Regions from separate parts of the Zea mays genome. Here regions 2, 3 and 4 are each linked to region 1. The links are chromatin contacts, called in public Hi-C maps. All regions are on one chromosome and are shown on one strand. Each heading gives the region's core, a stretch centred on a gene start, on an enhancer-like site or on the middle of the called end of the contact. The rest is flanking DNA. Distances are from core to core; before and after follow the strand shown. Region 1 holds the start of LOC103638899. Region 2 holds the start of LOC100276378. Region 3 holds the start of LOC103638891 (dnaJ homolog subfamily C GRV2). Region 4 holds the start of LOC100283451.

Region 1 (2,939 bases), core at 400-2,899:
CCCGTGCGTTGCGACGGCTCACAATAATACCCACATAAACTATCCACCAAAAAGATCTCAAGGTTTTTTTATTGATTGTCTCCGCTCTTCGCATAATATTTTTTTATGCACGCATGGGTACCATAGGCAGCAAATCAGAGACCCCATCTCTCGCCTCCCCCACTTCCAAGGTTTCGTAGAGCAGGAGGGGAAGGGAAGAGGCGGGCATACCTGTTCGTTGCCGGAGAAGGACACGACAAAGACCTGAGCATCTGGAGGCGACATATGTAGTATACAGCTAGATACATATAAGGAGAGAGCACGCAAGCGGGGAAAGAAGCCCAACCGGAGTAGCTCTAAACCGAGAGGCCCGCACCAGGCGTTAGTCCAAGAAGGGCGAGAGAATGCGAGTGTCTTTCCAACCCTGGACCCGCCGAAGCGACACAACACCACCACCAACTCCATAGCTATAGGCCTTGGTTGTCTAATATCTCAGATCTGGACTCCTCATCGCCAAGATAACCTAAGCGTGGCAGGCGTCACCATGTCCTCTCGACGACACACACAGAGAAAGGCCAGGAGCATGACTGACTGCGACCGTGGGCGGGAGCAACTAGTTGGGGAGGAAGAACAGGACGAAGGCCGGGAAGACAAACGGGACGTCAGACGACGGTGAAAACGATGGTGCGCACATGATGTGAAACGTCCTCGTGGACATGCAATAGCCACTGCACTAGTCGGTGTCGGGGCTGGTGTCGGACGAATACGGGGAGGAGGCGCCTGCTCCTGTGCCCTCTACCGAAAATGGGGTGGTGCGGAGGTGAAGGCATGAGGGGAGAGAGAAAAGAAGCATGATAGTGAACGAGATGGTGGCAACTGAGACGAGGACCATCATTATCGTACGGAGGTATAAATGGCTAAATGAGCCATGTCTGGCGAGCCGGCCCGAGGCACGACCCATTTAATAGTGTCTGGGCCAACCCGACGCGAGCGTCGTGCGGTGCTTGGGCCGTAGCCTCGCCCGTAGTGCTGGCCCGTCACGATTATTTTTTATTTTTTTAAAAAATCATATATATATATATATATGTATAATTTATATTCAGTATTATAAACACCTGAGCGTGATGTCTTATTGGCTACACAACTTCGCCCAGTGTATCGCAACCTTCTTCTATCAAGGTGTGGGTTTAAACCCACATCCTACACTGTTTTTTAACATTTTACGCTGATTTAACTAAATGGCCCGACCGATGTCGTCTATATGCAGAGGTGTGGTTTGGGTAAATAAATGCGAGGATTATAGATAAATGAGTAACCATGGGAGCTAGATGAATTAACAAGACCTCCATATTCCAATCCTATTGGTTATTAAAAAATTGACAATATTAGCTCAACTCTTGGACAAAAGTGTTCGCATCTCGTTTTCCCAATGGCTACCTATTACTAACTCGTTATTGTGTTCATTCATAGCTGAAAATTCACTTCCATAGTGATAACATCATAAATTTATGTCACATAACTATTTCTACATGATTCTTGTTTTATTTCCTGAATGACTGTTAGGACTAGCCCTAAAACATCACATAATAGTCCATGATATGGTAAAATACCGAAATAAAGGATTAAAAACACAATAAAAAATCCAACTAGTGTCAAATCACAAGCCGTGTTTGATATGCCTTGACTTTCGCATCGTGTGGAGTGCACTGGCTTCACATGAACGGCGTCGCCGCGCAGGCACAGAAGGTCCCCTGCGGCTGCGGTCACTGTGCATGGTCGAATTTGCCCATCCTGCATTGTTCTCATGGTCATGACCCTGACCTGCAAGGACAAGTCGAGACGAGACATCATCTCTTCTCTCTCCCCATCTCTCGACCCGACCTCGCTCGCCGTCTCTGTTGTGCCCTGCCCCTGTCCCTTTTCTCTCTCCGCCTCCGCCCCACCTCGGATCGAGTCCAAGCCGCCGAGCCCACTCCGCTGACCCAGAGCCTGGAAACCCCCAATCGAGCCCGACCGGAGCCCGTCGATTCCGCCGGATTCGAGCTCCCGCCGGGTGAGGCGGTCCGCCCGAATCGGCCGATTGGACTCGAATTCGGGTGGTCCGGATGCGCGCAGAGCGGAGGCTCGCGGATCTAGGGTTTCGGAGGGCCTAGGGTTAGTGCCGGTGATCTGGTGATGGTGGTGCGACGCGGCGCCGGAGCTCGGCGAGGAGGAGGGTTCGGCGGCGACGTTGGGGAAGATGCAGCGAGCCGGATATGCATGGGTGGCGCGGCGCTGAGGGGTGTGACGTCAGGAGGCGGCGTCTCGTTCGGCTCATGTGGCCAGCGGCACGCGTAGAGGCAGAAGCTCCACCACCACCGGCACAAGGACCAGCTACTTCTCCTTCTGGTTCATCTGTTCCCCCGTCTCGGACGACTTCTCTTCCGCCCGAATCGGCGGCGCAGCAGGAGTGCATCGATCTTCCTCGCCCAGTGTCACCCGGTTCCTTTGTAAAGGTGCGTCTTCGTTAGGTATTACTTGCTTGCTAAACTTGGTGGGTTTAGACTGACTGAGGTTTGCTAACCCTTTTTCTCCCTCCTTGTACCTATTTGAAGCTTCTGCAGTAGTAGATAACTAGATTGCTCATGTGGCGGACGTGTTGAGGTTTTGGGTCGAGTAAACTGTTGAGTTTGGGTGTGCTACTACCGACTGCAATCATGCTAATATGTAAATATTGGCATGGAGTTCCTTTTGCGTCATTGTATCAAATTCTGTGAACAGGCTCACTATCAAATTGGCAATTTTGTTACGCCATATGAAAGGATCTCCTATTTAATTTTTCCTTGCAAACGACGTGGGGAAGTGTCATCCAGTGAATAAGCATGCATGGGTTAACAAATTACTTAGTTTCCTATTGCAGCTGTATTTTTACTTTCTGCAAATGATGCAAGGCAGACCTTGCTTGTGCCGGTGTTCATTTC
Region 2 (2,964 bases), core at 447-2,946, 400 kb before region 1:
TGTACTGATCAGTTGACTCTTTATTTTACCGTTATTGCTCATTATAATGCATTTGGTCCATGATGATTTAGAAAGATGAAATTACATATTTTCTTAACTCATTTCTTCTTATTATCCCCTGCAATAATTCTAGAAACTAAAGAACTCTGTAGAAACGATAAGTGTACATCGCATCGATGAAAAAGGAAATTTTCACCTTCATGGCCCGCAACTTCAGGCAAATAGGTCGCACTGTGTTTTGTGTTGGAGTCTGGAGCTGTAAATTCAATAATTAAACCATGCTTTCCAACCTGATTCACAAGAAAGAAAAGGCTTTGATGTACAAAATGCTGAAACAATAAGCATAACAGGTGAGAAGAGCATCTGAACATGTAGATTTAAAGTGTGTGGAACTATACCTCCCAGTCGAGGTAGTCCTCTGCAATTTCATAATCAGTGAGTATAGATACCGTGCACTCCAAGGTTGGGAGTTCCTTTGATTGTATTGGGGGAAAGCGTCGGTCCCTCAGCGCACTGCAAGAGGATATCAAGATTACCGTATATCTAAACATTATCCAATACAAAGTGCACGATTGCTTTTCTACTTATTACAGCATAAGCCCATCAACATTTTGAGTACCGACCAGATATTTCAGCATTGGATCAGACATAATTTCAATACTGAAACAATAGTCACCTAGTTAGGGCGTAGTCCCTAAAGCCGCTGACAATCTGACGGGACTCCAGAGTTCCTATGCATCCCCGGAGGCGTGGTTCTGAACCATTGGCAGCCTTCTTCCAGGTCACAAACAATGGGCTAAAGTTACAAAAAAATTGACCCAATGAGTTAAAAACATGTATGCTAGAACAATGATGCCTTACAAGCCATACAAATTAATGTGGACTACACGGTTGAAAGGATCTCAATTAAAAGTCTGAATCCTGGAGTATGAATAAGAAACATCAGTGCGTCACAGTCAGAACACGAAAGCTCATCCTGTTTAACCTCCCAACTTCCCAAAGAATCTGAATGCCTTAGGATTAAACTGACTGTCCTACTTAAATCATAATCTCAGATGTGTAGCAGTGAGATTCCTTGTCCTCTCCGTCAGACAATCGCTAGAGGTAGGAAGCTGGCAACTGTCGAAAGGCGAGGTACGTGGCCATTGAAGTGTGAATACTTCACTTCGCCTCTGCCTTGCAACGAAAACTAAGACCACACGATTCCGCAATCGCCAGGACCAACAAACAGTCAATCAGATCGGATCGCGAATCAGTCGCAACAGGAGCCGAGCCGAAACCAAAACTACCAAGGCGCCGCCTTTTGCCCAAATCTAACACGAATTGGCCTAACCCTATATCGAAATGGATCCAAAACCACCTCCTCGATATGGGGGCAACACGGCCCGGTTTCGATCGCTGCGGGGAGGCTTACTGGTTTCCATCCTCGAAGGCGGGAGGCGGCGGCCGCTCGCCGGTGAAATAGGCGACGAGGGTGTCAAAGCAGTAGACCACCATTTCCTCCGTGGCCACCACCATCCTGCCGACCGCCGCGGATCCTACGCGGGGGGGTGCTGCGTCGTCTCCCGCGCGGGCGAGAGCACGGCGGGGGCGGCGACCGTCACGGGATTTGGGCGGGGGGAAGGGGAGGTAGGATGGACAAGGAAGCGATGCGTCTGTTTCTTCTCACTCTCAAGCGTGGGGCTTTTGCCTCTGCGCGGGGTTGTCTCGTTGGACGGTTTTGCCCTCTGCGGGATTGAAAAAAAATTTGCTTGTGTTTGTCTAAACGTCTCCCAGACTCCAACTCGTTCTTCAGCAGACTCCACAACTCGTTCTTCAGCAGAGTGTAACGCCTCCCCTCCCCTCTTATATTGGGTATGTTTGGTTCAAAGACCAGCTTTTTTGAGAATTTGGCTGTAGTGAGAATCTGGTTGGATAGAGAATTTAAATATCATTAGGATTATGTGCGGAGGAAGATAAATGTGTTTATAGGGTTTAGGATCTAGAAAGTGACGAATTCCTACTATTGCAACAACTCAACCGATTATGTGTTTATGTTGATTTTGAATGGTTTTTATCCAAACGAATTTATAGAAACTGGCTGAAAAGCTGAGCGTTTGGCAGTCCGCAGCAACTTTTGCCCAAAAGCTGCAAAAAGCTAAAATAAACAGGAGCATTGTTCATCGCGTAGTGGCTACAGTCGCCTTCTATCTTCCGCATGTCGCCCGACGTTCTCTTGGTGTCCCTCCCCTTCCCTCTCACGCTGGCCCTAGCCTTCCTTCACAAGCTCGAGACGACACAAACCGCCCCCTTCTGATTGGTTTGGACAACAGTTGGGAATCGGGCGGAGCGCGGGCGAAGCGGTGGCTAGGGTGCAAGAAGGCGGACTCCGATCCGATGGAGGTCAGCGGCGAGCAGGACCGCACACACGAGGGGCCACGTTGAGGAGGCATTGCCTGCGGTCGACTTCGACCGAGCTCCGGAACAATTGTCGTCGTCGTAGGTGTTCTTCGGCTCCAATGGCGGACATCGACATTCCTAGCCGCCCGACGCCACGGCGAGCCGGTTGCATGGATCTCCCCCTCGTGCCTTCATGGTGGCGATGCGGCCGACGTGGCTACAATGGAGAAGCAGGTCGTCGACCTTTGACATCAGCGTCTAAATATGTACTTTCATTTTGGAGAAGCGAGCACATGGATTGTCTCATTCGTGCGTAGGGCATGGCAAAGAAAATTCTTTTTTGTTTTAATTTTCGAAAACAAATTGTTAAAGAGATTAATTAAAAAAAATCTAAACTCTATGTGTAGCCGGCAACGTGTTTGAAAGAAATGAAAAGAAAAAATGAGGTAGTTGAAGTTAGTTGGAAATAAATGTGTATTTTATGTATAGAGTGAGAGATAGAGGAATTTTTAGGGAAACCGTTACGGGAAGGGTGAATATAGGGGAAGTACTCTTGCTGATGTGGCTACATAGTAGCATATATTG
Region 3 (3,178 bases), core at 562-3,061, 430 kb after region 1:
AACGACCAAAAAGGACGAGGACAAAAGGGTGTACCAGATGCGATATAATTGCAGTGTTTGTAGTTCCTGAAGCAGCCATAAAAGCTTTTGACTTCCGACCATAAAGCGGGCATAGCACAAACCCTCCACCTTCAGTAGTCTTGCTCCCATAGCTATTCCCCAAGAGAATAATTGCTGGAGAATTCATATCTCTGAATTCCAAGCACCAGCGCATATAACCAGAAGCCTCAAGGAGCTCAACACCCACAGGAGTAACCTTAAGTTTCTACAGAATGTTCAGATACCGTAACCAAAGTATTAGACATCATGTGATAATTTTTTCTATACAGCATTATATGAGTTATAATATATTAAAGATGGTCTCCGCAATCATCTAGATATCTAAATAATGACCATAGAAGTGGTGCACTACAACAATCTACCACATCCAGTCACTTATATATGATATTTCGAACAACAAACAAACTAAAGCTAAATGCAAACCAAACTTGCTTTCTGGAACATCATATGGATCTGACTGGAGGGAGTATTTATTAGCACATCATCTATTTTAGCACATTTTGTGGCACAGGTTGAATAGTAGAATTTGTTATCCTATTTTTCGTATAGTTAAAAAATCACAAAAAATTGAGCAAGAATGAATGTGCAAATATGTGAATTGTCTTCAATAGTTCTGCTTGAACTGGTAGCCTAGTGCTATGAGATCTGGTAAGTTATCTTAAGGATGAACAAATTCATTCATGAAGTAGGGTAGTACTATATGAGATTGGCATGGAAGCATCAACTGATCAGAATAGAGTTGTGCAGCAAAATTACTTGCAGAAACTAAGCCTTGGTTTATTTAAAAAATGAAACACAGCCTCGCATTGCTAGTTTTTGTTTACAGCAGCACAACACAATAGACAGTAGCGGGATGTGAAGTTGACAGAAGCGGGAATTCAGTAAGGCGGTGTGCTTACGAAGGGGGCCCACTCGTGGGTGCGTCGGCGGAGATGGAGGACGGGGAAGTCGAAGGAGTCCTGGACCGGGCGGAGGCGGTGGAGTTCGGTGAGGATCCCCGGGCGGAGCGGGGATGAGAAGCGCATAGGCTTGAACTTGCCGCGGGCATCGGTGCGGACTGCGAGCGTGAACTCGTCGGTGGCAGTGAGAGCCTCAGCATGGTCGAACTTGGAGCCGACATCGTAGGAGTTGGTGAGGTTGAGAGTGGTGGGGTCGAGCGTGACGACGCAGGAAGAGGCGATGCAAAGGACCCGGCGATACCTTCCCCTCCACGAGTGCTTGACGACGATGTACCGGGCGAGGTACTCAGGCTCCTCAGCGACCGCCGCGGGGGCGGAGGCGGATGCAGCAGACGATGTGGCAGCCTCCGCTGCGGCGTGGCGGCTGGCAAAGTCCATGGAGGCTAGACTCGGGCCCGCATTAGGGTTCCGCCACCACGGTAGGGAACGGGAAGAGTGGCGCGAGTGAGTCGACCCCAGCGCGGCGGACGATCACGAAGCGAGACAAGGATCCCCTTATTGATGCTGCTGCTGCCCCGCCGGTTGCCAGAGGATGGTGCTCGCCGGCGCAGCGGCCGGAAAATCCTTGCAGAGATTTTGTGTTGCGCGAGTTCTCTTGGTGCTTGATCGATCGATCGGTTCGTTGGCTCCTTTTCAAAGAATGTTCTATTTTCTGCCCGTTTTCAAGCTGTTGCTTGTGCTTACGATCTCACTTCTATTATCCTCTGTCTTCGAAGCTTTAATTTATAGGGGGAGGGATCGTTCAAGACAACATAGGACCGGCCGGCTTCCGTGTTTGGCTTCAGCACGAATGAAGTTTTTCTTCGCGTTACTTTTCCCCCTCTATATAAGATGTTCTGTTTATATTTTATAATCAAACAGATAAGAACGAGTAAGAACACAGTGGTATATTGTATGTTTTCTGGCCTCACTAAAACCACTGTATATATTCGAACACTACGTCAAGAAATTAATTTCTCTATATCTAACGAGGTTCTTCCTATTTTACGTTTTTCTTCAGTGTCCTTCTCAAAGTAAACTTCATATTAATTGTATCGACGACATGAACAATTACATGTAATATGTTTTACATCAACAAAGAGTAAATTCGGTCTTGTTTGGTTATATAAGCTAGATTACGGTGAAACACTACCGGAATCGGTCTCTTTGTCGAATGTTTGAAGCATTCGGCGAAGGCCGGAAAACACTCGGTGAAGGCTTTGCTGGAGAGCTCGGTGAACTGTACATCGATAACGGCTTTTTTGCCGAATACTTTTTATCGGGCACTCGGCAAAGAAAAACCGTCGTCACGTCGACCGTTAACGGCGATGGAGCCTTTGTGACACTCGGCAAAGCACCTCTTTGCCAAGTGTTACATTCGGCAAAGTGTCCAATATACCCCTTTTTTCTATTCCCTCCAAACAAACAAAAGATATATCACATATACATCACAGATATCACATAATCATCACATACATAACAGAGACCACATATTTCACAAATCTAACAAGTTTTTCACAAACATGTCTATGTTCATACCAAGTTTCACCAACATAAGTATTACCAACTCAAACATAAATTCAGGACAAGTTTCACCAACATAAGTTCACACAAGTTCACCAACATAAGTATCACAACTAAGCTAAAGAGGTGGGTGACTGGACTGGTGTGGCGATGGGTTGGGTGATCCATTAGGGTTGTTGGATGCTGCCCAGATTGTCCATGTACAGAGAAGAGATTGCATGTGTTATACCAAAGAAATATATATCATGCAAGACTAGAATTTTGATACTCATAGGAGTATGGAACTCAACAGGGTCAACTGTAGGGAACAACGGAGGTGGTGGAGCAAAACCATGTGCGGTGTCAAGACTCTACATGTACTGCAACATCTCTGTCATCCTTACCTCCATCTCCTGACGTTCCCTCCTCTCTGTTTCTAGCTGGGTCTGTAATATTCTAAGTCAATGTTATAGTAACTCAAAGAGAAGATATATAACTCAAAGAATGACGAGTTACAGAAGCACACTAACCTCGAGTTGTTGTATGCGATGATGTGAGTTGTCATGCCGAGGTCGTATGGCTAGGCTCGAGCTCGTGCTCCTTGCTCGCACATGAGACAGAGTGGGAGTGGACGACGAGTCGATTCCCCGTCGGCAATCCAATACCACCTATGTCTC
Region 4 (2,896 bases), core at 142-2,641, 300 kb after region 1:
TGTTGACCTGCATATTGTAGCTGTTTTTCAGTATTGATTCAGTCATTCGATGTGCAACTGCATAAAGTAAAAATGTCAGTGAACTATGTTAAATTTCCCAAAAAATAAGATGTTACTGGTGAGGATCAGAAGGGAAAAGCATATCATGTGCCAAAGATGTAAGACCTATATGTCAAAAAATCACATCCAGAGAAAGTCAACCTGGACCATAGCTCATATTTAATAGATCTACTCAAAGTCAGATGGCAACAATGTTGAGTCCATGATAGTATGATACTGATGTCACTCAGGATCATGATAGAGGAATTTTGCAAATGTACCTTGCAGCATACTGCTCCGGTGACACTGCAAAATTACGAATAAACATGAAACTAAAGCAAAATTTTGAACCTTACCCTCATGTATAGCATATTGTGTACTAATATGCATATGCCACACCATATCACAACAGACTTTGGTACTACATATCACATGGCATCCAAACAAGTGTGGCAGGCATACAAGAACACATAAAAATTATAAGCAGATAAAACTGAAAAAAAAAGAGAACCAAAATCACAACAGGTAGAACAAAATTCAAAATTTTCATTCATGTAATTGTATTTGTTGCATATTGCAGTTGTACATACGAATACGTTATCAATCAGTCACCAACTGCAGCAGATTAATATTACTAATATGTACACGTGATCGATCAGTCAACCATTGCAGCAAATTAGTATTACTATCATGCACCGGGGGCATGGCCACAGTTCCACGTACATGGACAAGTGTGAGAAGGAAAGGGAAGCAGGTGAGGTGAGGTGAGGCGAGGCGAGGCGACCTGACGAAGGAGACGTGGACGCCGAGGCTGCGGTGCACCGCCGAGCAGTCGATGCAGAGGAAGACACCGTAGGTGACGGACGCCCACGTCGGGTTCTTGGCGTTACAATCGAAGCACATCTGCACGCGTGCACCACCATCAGAACGATTCGCGCACAGAAAAAAAAGTCACGTGGACGGCACTCACACAGAGCGATAGAAAGCGCGATCAATTGAATCAACAGTACCTTGTTGTCTGATTTGGTGCGAAGCTTGCGGAAGACGGCGTTCTTGTCTGCCGAGGCCTCTGTGGCCGCCATGGTGCCCACCCACACCAGAACGAGCCCGATCGAATTGAGACCTCTCCGGACTGGAATCTTCTTCCCGTGCTCGATCGATGGGTGGGCCAATCGATCGGCGCGGGAGAGAGGGAGAGGAGTGGCCAGGTGAGAAGAGATGGAAGGGAAGGGGTGGAGGCGAGGAGGAAGAGGAAAAAATGGTGGAGGTGGTCAGGTGGACGGGACGGTGCTGCCTCTGCCCTCCGCCTCCCGGCCTCCGGGTTTGCGTGCGCGCGTCTCCTCTTTTTGTAGGGAAGGGAAAGGCTGCTTCGCCTGCGAATTACTGCGTTTTTAATTCGACTGTGTATATGGTTTTTACATTATATTATTTTTATATTTCATAAATAATGTCATTTGACTTTTTAACATCAAATTTGACTCTCGTCTTCATTAAAATATATGTGAAAATGTAGAAAATCCAGTTCATAGTTAAAATAGATTATATGATAAAATAAATCAGAACGAAAATAAATAATAATGATGATTTTTTTAATAAACTGAGCCAATTAAACTTCAATCAAAAAAGTTAAATTAAAACGACATTTTTTATGGGACAGAGGAAGTATGATATTTTCTCTAAGACTACGGTTTAAGACACAACACAACGCACATATACTCATCTTTGAAGACGAAACGGATAGATTCTTAAAACGAGATAAATAAAATTAATTATCATAGACATCGTCTGTTATTAAAAACACAAGTTTCTTAGGTTATACTATAAGATATGTTTGTATTTAAGAGCTAAAACAATCTTATTAAATTTTAGTTCCTCTTTAGAGGCTAATTATTTTAATCACTTATAGTTTAACTTCTAAAATAACTAAATTTTAGTTATTTTTGTTTTAGCTCCTGCCATGTAAACAAGCCCATATATTTTCTATAAAATCTAGAACATGCTACTGATGCTACGGTCTTGTCTTGTACCCGAAGTCTATAGACGCTTTCGGAGATAGTGGTCTCGTGGTCGTGGAATGGACTTCCCATTTCATGAGTCCTTTTTTTTTACTCGCTTGTATCCTGGACGTGCAGGCTCAAATTTTGCTGGGCTGTAAGCCTGTATCGCATTATTGGAAAATGGAAACAGGGGGAGAAACGAGTCGGCTTTCAGCTCTCTTAGGCCTTGTTCGTTTCTATCGGATTGCACCCGGAATTGTTCCAACTAATCAAAATTTATATAAATTAGAGAAGCAATCCGGTTAGAATCGTTCCGACCTACCGATCCGACACAAACGAACAAGGCCTTAGGGGTCACATTTCTATCTTATCATCTTGAATCGTATAGGATCAGCTGGCGCAGCTAATGCTGAAAATCTATACTACTCTCCTGTCACGTGGACTCCGGCGCAGGCGGCCAGCTACTGCGCCTGCACCTAACCCTGTCTACACAAAAAATAGTGCAAAATGAGCACTCGAACCCACGTCCCCTTCTCTAAAAATTTGTGACTATTAGACCACACATATCTTAAGAGTATCTCCAAGAGCTTCTCAGAAGTCTCCCCTGAATCTAGTTTTTTTGGGAAAAACACAAAAATGTGTCTCCAACAGTTCCCCTAAAGCGCTCACAATTTTTTCATAGCCCTTAAAACTCCCTTATTTATAGCTACAAATGAGGGGTTTTCTATTCACCAGAAACAATATGCCGCTTTAAGGGATCTGTTGGAGAAAGGATTAAAATCTACCCCTACTAATTATTTAGATGACCCTTAAAACTGATTTTGAGGAGTCCTTTTCTAAAGAGCTCTTAGAGATGCTCT

Evidence for each region. A called contact is a pair of places that touch in the nucleus more often than the background predicts.
Region 2: a Hi-C map of ear shows a contact between it and region 1, with 3 times the contacts expected there. The contact joins the promoter of LOC100276378 here to the promoter of LOC103638899 in region 1. A contact is called at or near these places in 3 of 25 Hi-C or Micro-C datasets (ear, leaf and tassel).
Region 3: a contact with region 1 is called in a Hi-C map of endosperm, with 2.7 times the contacts expected there. The contact joins the promoter of LOC103638891 here to the promoter of LOC103638899 in region 1. A contact is called at or near these places in 7 of 25 Hi-C or Micro-C datasets (bundle sheath, ear, endosperm and 2 more).
Region 4: a Hi-C map of leaf shows a contact between it and region 1, with 8 times the contacts expected there. The contact joins the promoter of LOC100283451 here to the promoter of LOC103638899 in region 1. A contact is called at or near these places in 2 of 25 Hi-C or Micro-C datasets (both in leaf).

What each region holds. Positions count from the first base shown.
Region 1 is chr9:117,635,175-117,638,113 of Zm-B73-REFERENCE-NAM-5.0, reverse strand. It overlaps LOC103638899, which reads left to right and starts at 1,649. Exons shown (of 5, transcript XM_008661683.3): 1 at 1,649-2,474. The coding sequence starts at 2,235.
Region 2 is chr9:118,030,875-118,033,838 of Zm-B73-REFERENCE-NAM-5.0, reverse strand. It overlaps LOC100276378, which reads right to left and starts at 1,696. Exons shown (of 5, transcript NM_001374001.1): 1 at 1,415-1,696; 2 at 677-796; 3 at 399-513; 4 at 197-290. The coding sequence starts at 1,518.
Region 3 is chr9:117,206,660-117,209,837 of Zm-B73-REFERENCE-NAM-5.0, reverse strand. LOC103638891 (dnaJ homolog subfamily C GRV2) reads right to left here and starts at 1,811. Exons shown (of 22, transcript XM_008661674.4): 1 at 960-1,811; 2 at 35-265. The coding sequence starts at 1,397.
Region 4 is chr9:117,331,332-117,334,227 of Zm-B73-REFERENCE-NAM-5.0, reverse strand. It overlaps LOC100283451, which reads right to left and starts at 1,391. Exons shown (of 7, transcript NM_001156352.1): 1 at 1,050-1,391; 2 at 824-942; 3 at 1-7. The coding sequence starts at 1,121.